Linked DNA regions of Mus musculus: region 2 is linked to region 1. The links are chromatin contacts, called in public Hi-C maps. All regions are on one chromosome and are shown on one strand. The core of a region is the stretch at or near the end of the contact, and the rest is flanking DNA. Distances in the headings are between cores, read along the strand shown. Region 1 overlaps Inpp5d (inositol polyphosphate-5-phosphatase D). Region 2 overlaps Dgkd (diacylglycerol kinase, delta).

Region 1 (6,220 bases), core at 1,092-3,591:
TAATCTTCATTGCCACATTAACAGGACTTAGAATCCCCTACTAGACAAACTTCTCAACAGGTTTGTCAAGGAATTTCCAGAGAAGATTAACTGAGGGAGATTTACCATCTGAATGCAGGTAGCAGCATTTCTCATGGGGCGAGGTCTAGACTCTATAAAAAAAAAAAAAATGAAAGAGGAGAAAGGCAGCTGAACACAGGTGTCCATCTCCTTCAGCTTCCTGACTGTGGATACAGTAAGGCAAGCCTTGTGGTCCCACTATCCTGCTTGCCCACCATGATGGACCATATCCTCTCAACCATGACCCCAAGTAAACCTTACTTCCCTTAAGTTGCTTCTAATTGGGGCATTTTGCTGTTGGAGTGTGAACGCTGTGATACTTAACGCTCTCAGGCTACACTACTCTCCTTGTCTGTGGAAGAGGATTATACGATCTGCTTGGCCGAGAGCAGAGTTAGTTGCTGCTGGAAGCCCGGGGTAAGTCATCTGCTAAGGGCAGTTGCCTTCCACTTTTCAGAGGCATAAACCGAAGCTCAGAGAAATGGGAAGTTTGATCACACAGTCAAGTCTGTAAAAGAGGTCTTGGGAAAAAAAAAAATCCCTCCCCAAAGGTGATAAAAAGAAAAGAAAATACTGAATTAAAATGACTCTGAGTAAGGGTTTAGGGCCTGAAAAGACCGGAAGTCAGGTGGAAGTGACTGTGAACTTGCCTGACCCCTCTGAGGTACAGGGGTATGTGGGCTATTTTTAAGTTAACTTGGCACAAGATTAGAGTCATTGGAGAGGAGGGAACTTCAATTGAGAAAATGCCTCTGTGGAGGTTTGGTCTTTTGCTAGGTATAATAATGCTAAATACTGGTCCCCAAGGCCTGGTTGCCCCCAGGGACAAGAGAATCTGCACATAGACCCAAGAGCTCTGTAACCTTGTCTCCTCCCCCAAGTTATCCCTGATTGGTGAATAAAGATGCCTACAGTCTATAGCTGGGCAGAATTGAGACAGGCAGGGATTGGGAGTTCCCAGGCTTGGAGGAAAACCACGAGAGGAAAGAGAGAAGATGGAATGTGGAGAAGTTACCATGGGGTAGGTGAATTATAGAAACATGGCCATGCTGGCCACTTGGAGTTAAGAGTGGCCCAGATGGAACATGGCAAGTGACAACTCGGGGTTATGGGTAGGGAAGTAGATTCAGATGGTTTAGAGGGTAGATATCTACCCAGCTCTAGTGCATTAAAAGCTTATTATAAATAATCATGTTGTGTGTCTTTTATCTGGGAATTGAATGATCAAAGACAGGGTAGAAACCCAGACTGAGATTAAATGTTGTCTACAACATGACTCCATAAAATCAGGCTGTAAGCAATCCTATAAGGCATTTTCTCGATTAGTGGTTGATGGGGGAAGAGCCAAGCCCATTGTGGGTGGGGTCATCCCTGGGCTGGTGGTCCTGGGTTCTATAAGAAAAGCAGACTGAGCAAGCCATGAGAAACAAGCCAGTAAGCAGCACCTCCGTGGCCTCTGCATCAGCTCCTGTCTCCAGGCTCCTGTCCTGTTGAAGTTCCTGTCCTGGCTTCCTTCAATGAGGAACTGTGATGTGGAAGTGTAAGCCAAATAAGTCCTTTCCTCCTCAACTTGCTTTTGGTAATGGTGTTTCTCCATGACAACAGAAACCCCAACTAGGAAAATGAGGCTCTGATCAAGATGCTCAAAGTCTAGAGTCAGGACTTTGTCAGCTCTTCCAATTTGAGTTTATATCACACTGTCCAGGGTTATTACCCATGGTTCCACTGACTTCAATCCCAAGCAGCCATTCTAGTGGGCGTCTTATTGGGAATATTGACACCACAGACACTGGCAGAAGATTGGGGGCATTGTTTTCCTTATAGGAGAATAGCTCTCAGATGTTTGTCACCTCATGTGTCATAGGGAGTGACATCAGCCATTCTAACAGCATCATCTCCTACGGACTGGGCTTCCTGTCTATACCTGGTTTTCCTTCTGCATGACCCCAGGATTAGAAGGCAACATTGAATCCTGAAGAAATTACAGTGGTCACAAAAAGGTTAATAACTTCTGGGGCAATGCAGAGGGCAAGGAGCATTCATCAAGGACAAAGATTTTCCAACTTAAAGATGGCAAAGGCCCAGACCAAAACAGGAAGTTTCCAGCTTGCCGTGGTGGGTGGTGGGATTGTCTGAGGCTGAGAAGAGCCGGAAAGGGACAAGAACAAAGTGTTCTCTGCTTGGCAAGCTGTCATGATAGCATGGGTCCATCAGCTCCTCAGCATGGCACGCCCCAGACCTCTGGAGGCCAGAAGTTCAGTTAGGTAGACTTTGATAAACACCAGCCTTTAGAGGAACCGAAAGTTACCTCTGACGCCTCTTGCTGCTCCAAGGAACTGAGCAAGACACAGTCTAGCCTGAGATCCAAGGCAGGCAAACAGATGCAGTTACACCTGCTGCTGTGACGCCCAAGCTCCATCCCAGGGAAGGAAGAGACCTCTGAGCAAGAGAACTGGGCCTTGGGGGAGGGGAGGCCTAAAGGGAAGGGCAGATCGGGGAAGTTGTGACTTTCACAATGGGTGAGAAGGCTTACTCTGCAGTTCACAGTTTGGTGGGGTTATGTGCGTCTTGGGTAAGGTTTCAGGTCGGGGCAATCTGCCAAAGCAGGGTCTATGAGAAAATGCAAAGCATGTAGCGGTCTAGGGGACAGTGGGTGTGCAATGGGGACCAATCCAGTCAGTGAAACATGGTTTTAAGGATTAGGCTCTTTATTAAATCTTTTAGATTTATATATATTAATTATACAGAAAAAACAGCTTTATTGTGAGGTTTTCACACACACACACACACACACACACATTTTGTTCACATTTACCTCCTATGACCCTCTGTTGTCCCCCTCACATACCTGCTGATCTCTTTCTGTTTCTAATCCCCTCTTTTATCTCTCATTTATGCAGTGTGGGTTCGCGCACGCGTGTGCACATGAGAGCAAGCGCATGCATGCATGCACACACACATATGCCGATGAGTTTAGTTTGGGTTGTTCATAAGAGAGCATAGATGAGAGGTTATTGACAGGAGCATGGATGCCTGGCCAGTAGCTACACCACTGGAGAAACTGACTGCCTCCCCTGGTATTGTTAACCACCGACAGATCTTCAGGGGGTGATGGGACCGCACAAGTCCCTCCCCCTTCCCCCATAAGAAGATCCTTTTCTGTATCAGAAGCAGAACAGTCCTGGGGTGAGATGGTAGGCAAGGAGGGAACAAGCCCAAGCTCATTGGAGCCCCCCCCCCCTCTCCCTGCAAAGGAGCTAAGAACTTCAAATAATTATGTGGAAAAAAAAAATCTGTTAATTTTAAGAACTGTTTCTCACTGGTCCATACTTAAAGAAAACCATGTGTCAGATAACCAACAGTGCTAAGCCTTGATGGCTACAACATCACAGCAGCCACCTGCCTGCCACCATCAAGCTCATCTATGTAGATTTGGGCAAAGCATCTTGTGAGATTCATTCATCAGCTGTTGAGGACCACCCAGAAAAAAGACCAGCTCAGTCAGATCCCAGTCAAGTCAGAACAGACATACGTCTCTCCATGCCATCAGCTGTTCACACCAGACGTGGGCTTACAGGGTTGCCAGTCAGCTAGGAGGCATCTCCACCCTTCTGGGTGACAGAAGCACAAGCAGACCCTGGGTGATCTGAATATGCTAGACCAGACAATGGGAAGTTTATGAGAAAACCAAGCTGGGGCTCTGCATCGAGGTAGGAAAAAGTGCACACAAGGAAGATAAGAGTAAGCGCAGTGTAAATAAAAGGGCCTTCCCTTCCCAGAGGTAGGGTGGGTCAAGCTGAGCTCTTAGGAGAGTGCTGAATGGGAGAGGAAGTGAACTCTGCAGCACTGGGCTCCTAAGGTCCTTTGGGAAAGGGAGAGTACATCATAGGTTAGGGTGGACATGCAGAATGGTGGCTAGAACTCTCCTTGTGAGAGGAAGAACCAGCTGGGGTAGGAATGGTCCTAGGAGTCAGATGTCTTTCTCCTTTAAGGAGCATATTGTGGGATGCACAGGTTATCCCCTGAGAGTTCCTGGTGTCTGGTTCTGACCACTCACCTAGCATTCAGCTTTACCTAAGAAGAAGTCCCCAGTGGACTGGCTGGAACCTTCATACAGGACCTATGCTGACCCCCATCTTATTTACCCACTTCCTCTTCCCCTTTGCTGCCCTGGTCTTGATTTATAGTCTCCTTCTGGAGCAGAAATCCGAAACAGGCCATAAGAATGTCACTGCTACCAATGTGCATCGCTGCATTATTGCAAGTAGAGACTAATCAATAAGTGGAACAGGAGGAGGAGTCTACATCCAGCATCTGAGAGGAAGTGGGACGTTAGCATATGGGCTGAGGAACCGTGAGTCGGCAGGAAAGGGGGGACTGTTTACTATCGGAGGCTGCTGAGTCACCGGGAAGAAGAGTTGTAGTCCCCATTTTAAAGCAAATGTCAAAATAAAGCACTTGACATAGAAACATGATAAAAGTGTTAGAAAATAAAAAATACTATTTTCCCCCCAATAATTAAGGTTGGTGAGTCACAAGATCTAGAATCCACAGGAGAAAAACTGATAAGCTAAAATGATTTTGTTGTTGTTTTATAACAGAAGCCCGTGTTGCACAGGCTGGCTGCAAATTCCCTATTTAGCTGAAAATGACCCTGATCTTCTGTGTGTCCCAGCCCTGCCTCCCAAGTACTGGGATTCCAGGTGTGTGCTACCATGCTGCTTTTATGATGCTGAGGACTGATCACAGGGCCGGCTCCCTGTGTTCTAGCAAGCATTAGGCAAGTACCAACTGAGCTATATCCCAGCCTCTGTTTAAAAATTTCAGGGCCGGGCGTGGTGGTGCACGCCTTTAATCCCAGCACTCGGAAGGCAGAGGCAGGCAGATTTCTGAGTTCGAGGTCAGCCTGGTCTACAAAGTGAGGTCCAGGACAGCCAGGGCTATACAGAGAAACCCTGTCTCGAAAAACAAAACAAAACAAAGCAAAAAATTTCACAAGTCAGGATAGACTTGTGAAATAATAATATAATCTGGAAAAAAAGACAGGCTAGAGAGATGATTTAGTTTATAAATTTTCTGAGTTCAGATCCCCAGAACTACATAGAGAGCAGGGAGGGCATAGTGGTGTGTGCATGTGACCCGAGCCTTGTCAGCAGGGTGGTGGCTGTGGTGGCTGTGGTGGTGGTGGTGGTGGTGGTGGTGTGTGTGTGTGTGTGTGTGTGTGTGTGTGTGTGTGACCCCAGCCTTGGTGGCAGGGTGGTGGTGTGTGCATGTGACTCCAGCCTTGGAAGTGGAGACTAGAGACAGGTGGATTCCTGCAGCTCACTGCTCCCACAGCCTAAAGGAACTGATGATCTAAAGGTCCAGTGGGAAACACTGTTTTAAAGAATAAAGACAGTAATCAGAGAAAGGCACTAGACACTGACCTCCAGCTGTAATGTGCACTGTAGGCACAGTGGTACACATACCACACACATATATAACAACAATAACAACACACACACACACACACACACACACACACACACGGAAAACCCTTTAAAAGAAAAAGTAAACTAATCAAATAAAAATTAGTTTACTAAATATATGTATATTGGGAGGACAAAGGTCAGAGGTAGGGTTTCTTTGTGTAGCCTTGCCTGTCCTGGAACTCACTCTGTAGACCAGGCTGGCTTTGAACTCAGAGTTCTACCTGCCTTTCCTTCCTGAGTGCTGGGATGAAAGGCATGTACCACCATTACCTGGCAAGAACATATTTTTATTTAGAAAGGTTTTTTAGATTTGTTTATTTTATGTGTTTGGATGTCCTATTTGCACAAATGTATGTGCACTACATATGTGCCTAGTGGGTCCCCTGAAATGGATGATTATAAGCTGCCACAGGGGTGCTGGGAATCAAACATACATCCTCTGAAAGAGCAACAAGTACTTCTAGCTGCTGAGACATTTCTCCCGCCCCAAAAGATTTTTTTTTTAAATAAAAATATTAAATCTGAGCATGGGAGAAACACGCCTGTTATTCCAGCACTGGAGGCAGAAGCAGAAAGATCAGAGCCAACCTGAGACAAATGAGACTCTATCTCAAACAAATGAACAAACGAAAAATAAATAAATAAGCAAATTATAAGAAAAGGAATGCAAATGATGAAAACATATGTGA
Region 2 (6,686 bases), core at 2,041-4,540, 220 kb before region 1:
ACCAGTATTAAGTGACCATATTCTCAAGCCCCTAGTCCATAGAAACTTGTAGTAAGAGGAAGGGAGATACCTCATTCCTATCCTCACTCACAGACCCCGCTGCTCAGGGGTCTGTCCTTCATCTGGTATTCACAGAAAATACCCACCAGCACAATCAAGCAGATTGTCTCCTGGCATTGCTAACAAGATCTCAGTGGCACAGGAAATGTTACAGGGGCCTTCCCCACTGCTCACCACCATTTCCTCCATGGGCAAAGTCACAGAGCTGGTGTAGGGAGATGGCTCTCCTGTCTCTAGAATAAAGGAACACAAGCAGCTTCAAAACTCCCCTTCCTCCTTGTTTCTGACTTGAGCATAGATGCAATGCCTAGTGCTACAGCAACCATACTAATACCCTAATATAAATGAGCAGTCCAGTGCACTTCTGTCTAATAAAGGTCACTGTCCACTCTACCTAGTACTGAATGCTGTTGACAGGGTCCAAGCCACATGGAATAGACTTCATCTCAAGCCACTCTCTTCACTGACCTATGCCATGTCACTCACTCTTAGCCTTGTATTTCCTGTGTCTAGACTCAAATATCATCAAAGCTAAAAGAAATATCAGAGCCAGTAAGATAGATAGCTCAGCACATAAAGGCACTTGGCTCTCAAGCCTGACAACCTGAGTTCAACCTCTAGGACTAACAAGGTAGAAGAAAAGAAGTGGCTCCCACAAGGTGTCCTCAGACTTGTGTTCTGTGGCACATCACCAACCTCCATACCTCCATAACACACACACACACACACACACACACATAATATATTTTTTAAGTAAAAATAACCCTCATTTCTAAGTGGCTACCACATACCACTGGTTCTGTCTATCTTCCAGAATAAGTCCCACACTTAGAGCTTAAATTCTGATCAATCTCAATCAATCCTCCCTCTCCTTCTTCCCTCCCAGCCACCGCCTCTCCTTTCTGGTCTTGTTTTTTGGTATGAGTTCATAAAACTCAAACTGGTCTCAAATCACAATGCGACTGGAGCTGTGAACATGAACTTCAGATCCTGTTGCTTCTGCCTCCTAAGTACTAGGACTCCAGGCATGTGCCCACGCCCAGTTTAAGTTACTACTCTCCATTTCTCTCAAAGTGTGAGGGGATAGAGTTCAGTGAAAAAGCAATTGCTTACCAAGGGAGAGCCCCCAGGGTTCCATCTCCAACACTTCGCACAAGAAAAACAAGACCGAACGAACATACTCCAGAGCACCTGAATTGGCCTCCCAGGCACCAGGTTAGAATGCAGTTCACTGCTCTCTCCCAGCCTACCTGAACAAGTCATTGTGATAAGGGCCCACTTACAAGTTAAGAATCAGACTTCTCACCTAATCCTGCAGACTTGATACACGGGAGGGGGGGGTACCCAGGGAGGGGCTATCCTCTCAGAGGTGAAAGGGAAGGGGATGGAGAAGGAACCCTGGAAGGAGGGGGGGAAGGGTGGCAGCAGCAGCATTTGGGATGTAAATACATAACTTAAAAAAAGAAGAATCAGACTTCTGGGTATGGTGGTGGCTCACTTCTGAAATACCAGCACTTGGGAGGCAAAGGCAGGCAGGAGTTCTGTGAGTTCAATGACAGCCTGGTCTACAGAGCAAGTTTTGGGACAGCCAGGGCTAAAACCCTGTCCCCACACCCCCAAAAAAGAAGGGAGGGGGGAGGGAGGGAGGGAGGGAGGGAGGGAGGGAGGGAGGGAGGGAGGGAAGGAGGGAGGGAGGGAAGGAGGGAGGGAGGGAGAGAGGGAGAATATCAGTCTTCTTTGGGCTCTATCCATCTGTCCTGCTGCCATATCCTCTCACCCAGTGCCTTTCAACTATAAGCACCAATAGAATTACCTGGCAGGCAGGCTCTGAGAAACACTAGCCTCATCCATCCCCAGCTAAGGGACCTCCTGAGAAATCAAAATCAATTAGTTAAGGAACCTAAGGGGGCAGTGTTTATAAAGCTCCCCCAAAGCTCCCAATAACCTTTAAAACTGAGAGCCTACCCTCAGTCACAGGCCCTGCAGGCTTCAAAGGAGGTCTGATGTGGGTATGCTTTTCCCCATACTTCTTTCCTCTCTAGCCCAGGGCCCTTCACAGCAACAACCCTCCACCTCCATTCTTTTAAAGAGACTATGAATCTTCAGCTCCTCTTTCCACCAGCTGAAAAACTACTGCACTTCAGACTGGAGGTAAATGCCACTGCCTCTGAAGAAATCTTTTCCAGAATACTCACCCTCATAGAGCAGACAATGGCTAATCTGTTTGCAAGTATATAGAATGCCATCCTAAGGGTATCTCCCTCACCATATCAACTCCTGATAATTCTATCCATCTTGGTCACCCTAATGCCTCGGGAACTGTTTCACCAACCCATAAAGGCCTAACATTTCTTATCTATAAAGAGCCTCTAAACACCAAGACTAGGAAATCCAGGCATGGTGGTACACCCTTTAATTTCAGTACTAAAGATCATATGTTCAAGACTATCTTGGGCTACATAATGATACCTTGTCTTACAAATAAACAACAAACAAAATGGCCAATAAGAAAAAAGGCAAGTCAGTGGTCAAAAGGCCTGAAGCATGAACACTGAGTTAGCAGTCCTCCATTGTTCCTCTAAAAGCACAGCACACCGAACTCTTAACTGCTTTTTTTCTGGGCAGCAGTAGCACATCCTCCAGAGGCAGAGGCAGAGGCAGAGGGGCAGAGACAGAGGGGCAGAGGGGCAGAGGGGCAGAGGGGCAGAGGGGCAGAGGGGCAGGGGGGCAGAGGGGCAGAGGGGCAGAGGGGCAGAGGGGCAGAGGGGCAGAGGGGCAGAGGGGCAGAGGGGCAGAGGGGCAGAGGGGCAGAGGGGCAGAGGGGCAGAGAGGCAGAGGCAGAGGCAGGTGGATCTCTTGTGAGATTGAGGTCAGCCTGATCTACAGAGTGAGTTCCAGGACAACCAGAGTTACACAGAGAAACCTTGTCTCAAAACACCCACCCACCCCTAAAAAAAAAGAAAAAGACTGTTTTTCAGGGTTCCATGGAGTGTCATTGTCATGTTCAAACAGTAGAAGCTGGGAGCCTGCTCTCACTCATTTACAGTCCCTAGCTGGAAATAAAGCACCAAGTGAAACAGCCCACCTTTCAGCTATCTTTCTACATGGGAAGTTGCTTCTAATTTAGTTGCCACACCCAGGGTCCAGCCACTGCTCATATTCTCAGATAACATCCTTCCAGCCTTCTTTCAAGTGTGTGCAGAGCACAGGAAAGTAGGATTAGGCAATACAAGAATTACTTTAAAATCTGCTTCCCAAAAAACAATACTTGACTAAGTCCCCTTCCTGTTTTATTTCTCCATATACTTCTTGAGTTCCTTTAGATTCTGAGAGACACTGACATAATGTATCTAGGAGAAAATGACAGTGTTCATACATCAAATGGTTTGACTGTCCAGCTAAAATAAAATAGATCCTATTTATATCAAGACCTTCAACTCCCTGCTTAGATAAATTTAGATTAATTTCCAACACAGAATTTTTTTTTTTTTTTTTTTTTTTTTGGGTTTTTCTGTGTAGCCCTGGCTGTCCTGGAACTCACTCTGTAGACCAGGCTGGCCTCGAACTCAGAAATTTGCCTGCCTCTGCCTCCCAAGTGCTGGGATTAAAGGCATGCGCCACCACGCCCGGCTTTCCAACACAGAATTTAAAAGTTTAAACAAAGAGCATTTAATTCTGTTCTAGGAATCTAAGATCAAAATGCCCCAGCTAACTTAGCTTCTGTTAAACTGCTTGCTTGAGTAAAACCTCCCCCTATAGCTGCTAAGATATCAGGATGTGGTTTTTACCTTTAAAAAGCCCTTATGCTGGGTGTGGTGGCACACACCTTTAATCCCAGCACTCGGGAGGCAGAGACAGGTGGATCTCTGAGTTCGAGGCCAGCCTGGTCTACAGAGTGAGTTCCAGGACAGCCAGGGCTATACAGAGAAACCCTGTCTCAAAAAAAACATAAATAAATAAAAAGCCCTTATTCCAAAAACTCAGCACTTACTCTAAAAATGCGGGTCCTGAATACATGAGTATAGACTCAGCCATCTGGAATGAAGACTTTCAGTTGGCTATAAACCATGTCTGAGTGGTTATATCTCCTGGGCTCCTCTATTTTGAAGGCTCCAGGAAGATCTCTACAAGGGATCCTAGAGGGCAACTTGAAATGTTCCAGGGCTCCAGAAAAACTGTGACTGATCACCACCAAGTACTCTAGAGGCACCAAGCCACCACCCAAAGGGGGGAGGAAGGGAGTCAAAAGTCATATGGTCTGAACACTTTCAGAGGTAAATTTGGTCTGTAGGAGGTACCATCTGGTTAGGACACAAGAGAGGAAGCTGGAAGTGACCTTAGATCCTATATCTGGGATCTGAGTAAAACATCACCAGACTCCCCTGGTCTGATTTTAAGTGTTTCTGCTCTGTTGGACGGGCATCCGGGGACTCGGAAGCCCAGGAACCACACAGCTCTGAGGGGAGGATGCATCCCAGTGGAAGGGCATCCTGAGACACAGGAGCTCAGGAACCACACAGCTCTGAGAGAGAGAGCCTCCTCAGCAGAGATGTTGCAGCTCCCTGGGTAGAGTTTCCCCAGCTGAGCCACAAAAGCTGTCAAAGTGATGACAGGCCCTTCCTTCCCTGGGCTTCCAAGTCCCAGGATACCCTTCCATCCTAACAAAAACACTTTTTACAGTTGGCCCCAGCCACCCCAGACAGAGGTATGTAGAAGACTTCCTCATAGCTTCAACTACTGAGGAGGAATGTAGACAGAAGGCCTTTTAGAAACCCTCTGAGCCCTTGAGTGTGAGCCAAGAAGACTCAGCTGTGTATCCCTCAGCTCACATACCTAAGCTACAACCTAGAGGAAGATAAGTGGATAATTTCCCATGACCATATTTCAGTCACCTTGCAAATCTCTGCTTCAAAAAAAGAAAGTATGAGATTTTCTGGGGGCAATTGGATACTGCCAGCTATGGATAATGGGATTTTCTGAAATTGCCAAACCCCTCTATGACAGCATCAAGGTACACAGATTTTGGAACAGACCGACACTGAGTGGAGAGCCTTTGAAGACTTGAAAAACCCCCTGCTGTCTGTCCTGGCCTTGGCCCTCCCAAACATTTCTAAGTCATTCCACTTGTATATGGATAAGGTGAGAAGCATTGTCTAAGGGGTCCTCACGCAAATCCTGGATCCCTAGAAAAGACCTGTGACATATCTGTCCAAGAGTCTTGACCTGGTTGCAGGCAGATGACTGAGTATACTGGTAAAAGAAACTGAGAAATTAACTTAAAGGCACGAACTGTTCCTGACAGCTCCACACTTTGTTAAGGACCTCTTGAGGACCTGAGAAATGGATATCTAATGCCCAGGTAACCCGATACCAAGCCCCACTTCTCAATCAATCCCACATTTAGTTCCACAAGGCATCAACCCTGAACCCTGCCAGTCACCTGCTAAATGATGACCCTGCAGATCCCCTAAATGACTATCTTGAAGCGAGTGATATGATCCAGTCTATCAGACCTGATCTAACTGATGACCCGTTGGTGACACCAGACCAGGTATTGTTTACAGATGGGAGCAGTTTTGTCCAAGAGAGGATCAGATATAACTCTTTAAGCAGAGGAACCCTCAGCTCAGTGAGCTGAGCTTTTAGCTTTGACTCAAGCACTCCACTGGAGGAAAGACCAGGAGATCTGTTGGCAATTCCCTGCCTGCGCAGAGACTTCCTTTGTAAGTCCCACACCTGGAAACCTATAGCTGCCAGGCTCTACCCCTAGACTACTCTGACAGCCACACCTCTAACCCTTTGAGACTCAAGAGTAGCCAGCCAATGTTGCCTCAAGATCAGACTACATAATCCCTCCAATCTCAGGCCACATTCCCTAGAAACCCTATATGAATTCTGCATTCTGCCCAATTTTCTGCTGCTTCTTACTGGCAGCCACCCTCCTGAGTTTTCCCCTCCCAATAAATCTCTTGTGTGAGATCTGTTGTACGGTACGACTTTGTGGTATGCTTTGGCTCCTGATTGCAGGATACCTTTCCCTTCATAGCTATAACACTTGCATTGGGAAAAACTTCTGCCAAAACAGACATTGGAAACCTTCCCCCTCAGAGCTGTAACACTTATACTATCACCATATTGTATAGAGTATATGCTTTCACAATGGTCTATGTCCACAGGGCTCTATATAAGAAAAGAGGACCTGTGAACCTCAACAGAAAAAGAAATCCAAAATAGAAAAGAAATCTTAGCTCTATTGGAAGGCTAACTACTTACCCAAGAGGATGACTGTTGTTCACTGCAAAAGACACTAAAATGGAGATTCCCCAGAAGCCAGAAGCAAAAAAATGGCTGACATAGCCACCCAAGAAGTAGCTCTAGAACCAAGGGGGGCTCTCCAACTCTTAGTAGCCCTGCTGACGCACCTAGAATATACCGCAGGTGAAATTGTCTGAGCAAAACAAGAACTGACCACACAGGATGACATGGATGGTGCGTGCTACTAGAAAGCAGACCCATTCTTCTCATGAGTCTGAGAAAACAACTGGTTATGGATCTCCACCAAGCCACCTACCTAGCTGCCGTGAAAACTGCTGAACTCCTCAGCAGTTATGTTCCAACTCTGGATT

What was found. Hi-C and Micro-C count contacts between places; a contact is called where the count stands out from the background.
Region 2: a Hi-C map of the G1E-ER4 cell line shows a contact between it and region 1, with 5 times the contacts expected there. The contact joins two enhancer-like sites. A contact is called at or near these places in 1 of 484 Hi-C or Micro-C datasets (the G1E-ER4 cell line) and 3 of 115 datasets of contacts at active chromatin or transcription factors (acute myeloid leukemia, large pre-B cells and pro-B cells).

Annotation. Positions count from the first base shown.
Region 1 is chr1:87,647,027-87,653,246 of GRCm38.p6, reverse strand. The region is part of intron 2 of Inpp5d (inositol polyphosphate-5-phosphatase D); the gene reads right to left. Among named protein-coding and RNA genes, the nearest start is that of Inpp5d, 30 kb to the right of the region's middle. Within about 2 kb of position 2,341, at least 91 of the 459 cell types and tissues checked have an H3K27ac peak or open chromatin away from gene starts, as enhancers often do. A contact at or near this core is called in the G1E-ER4 cell line and acute myeloid leukemia, where this site is marked.
Region 2 is chr1:87,869,830-87,876,515 of GRCm38.p6, reverse strand. The region is part of intron 1 of Dgkd (diacylglycerol kinase, delta); the gene reads right to left. Among named protein-coding and RNA genes, the nearest start is that of Gm19582, 19 kb to the right of the region's middle. Within about 2 kb of position 3,290, at least 31 of the 459 cell types and tissues checked have an H3K27ac peak or open chromatin away from gene starts, as enhancers often do. A contact at or near this core is called in the G1E-ER4 cell line and acute myeloid leukemia, where this site is marked.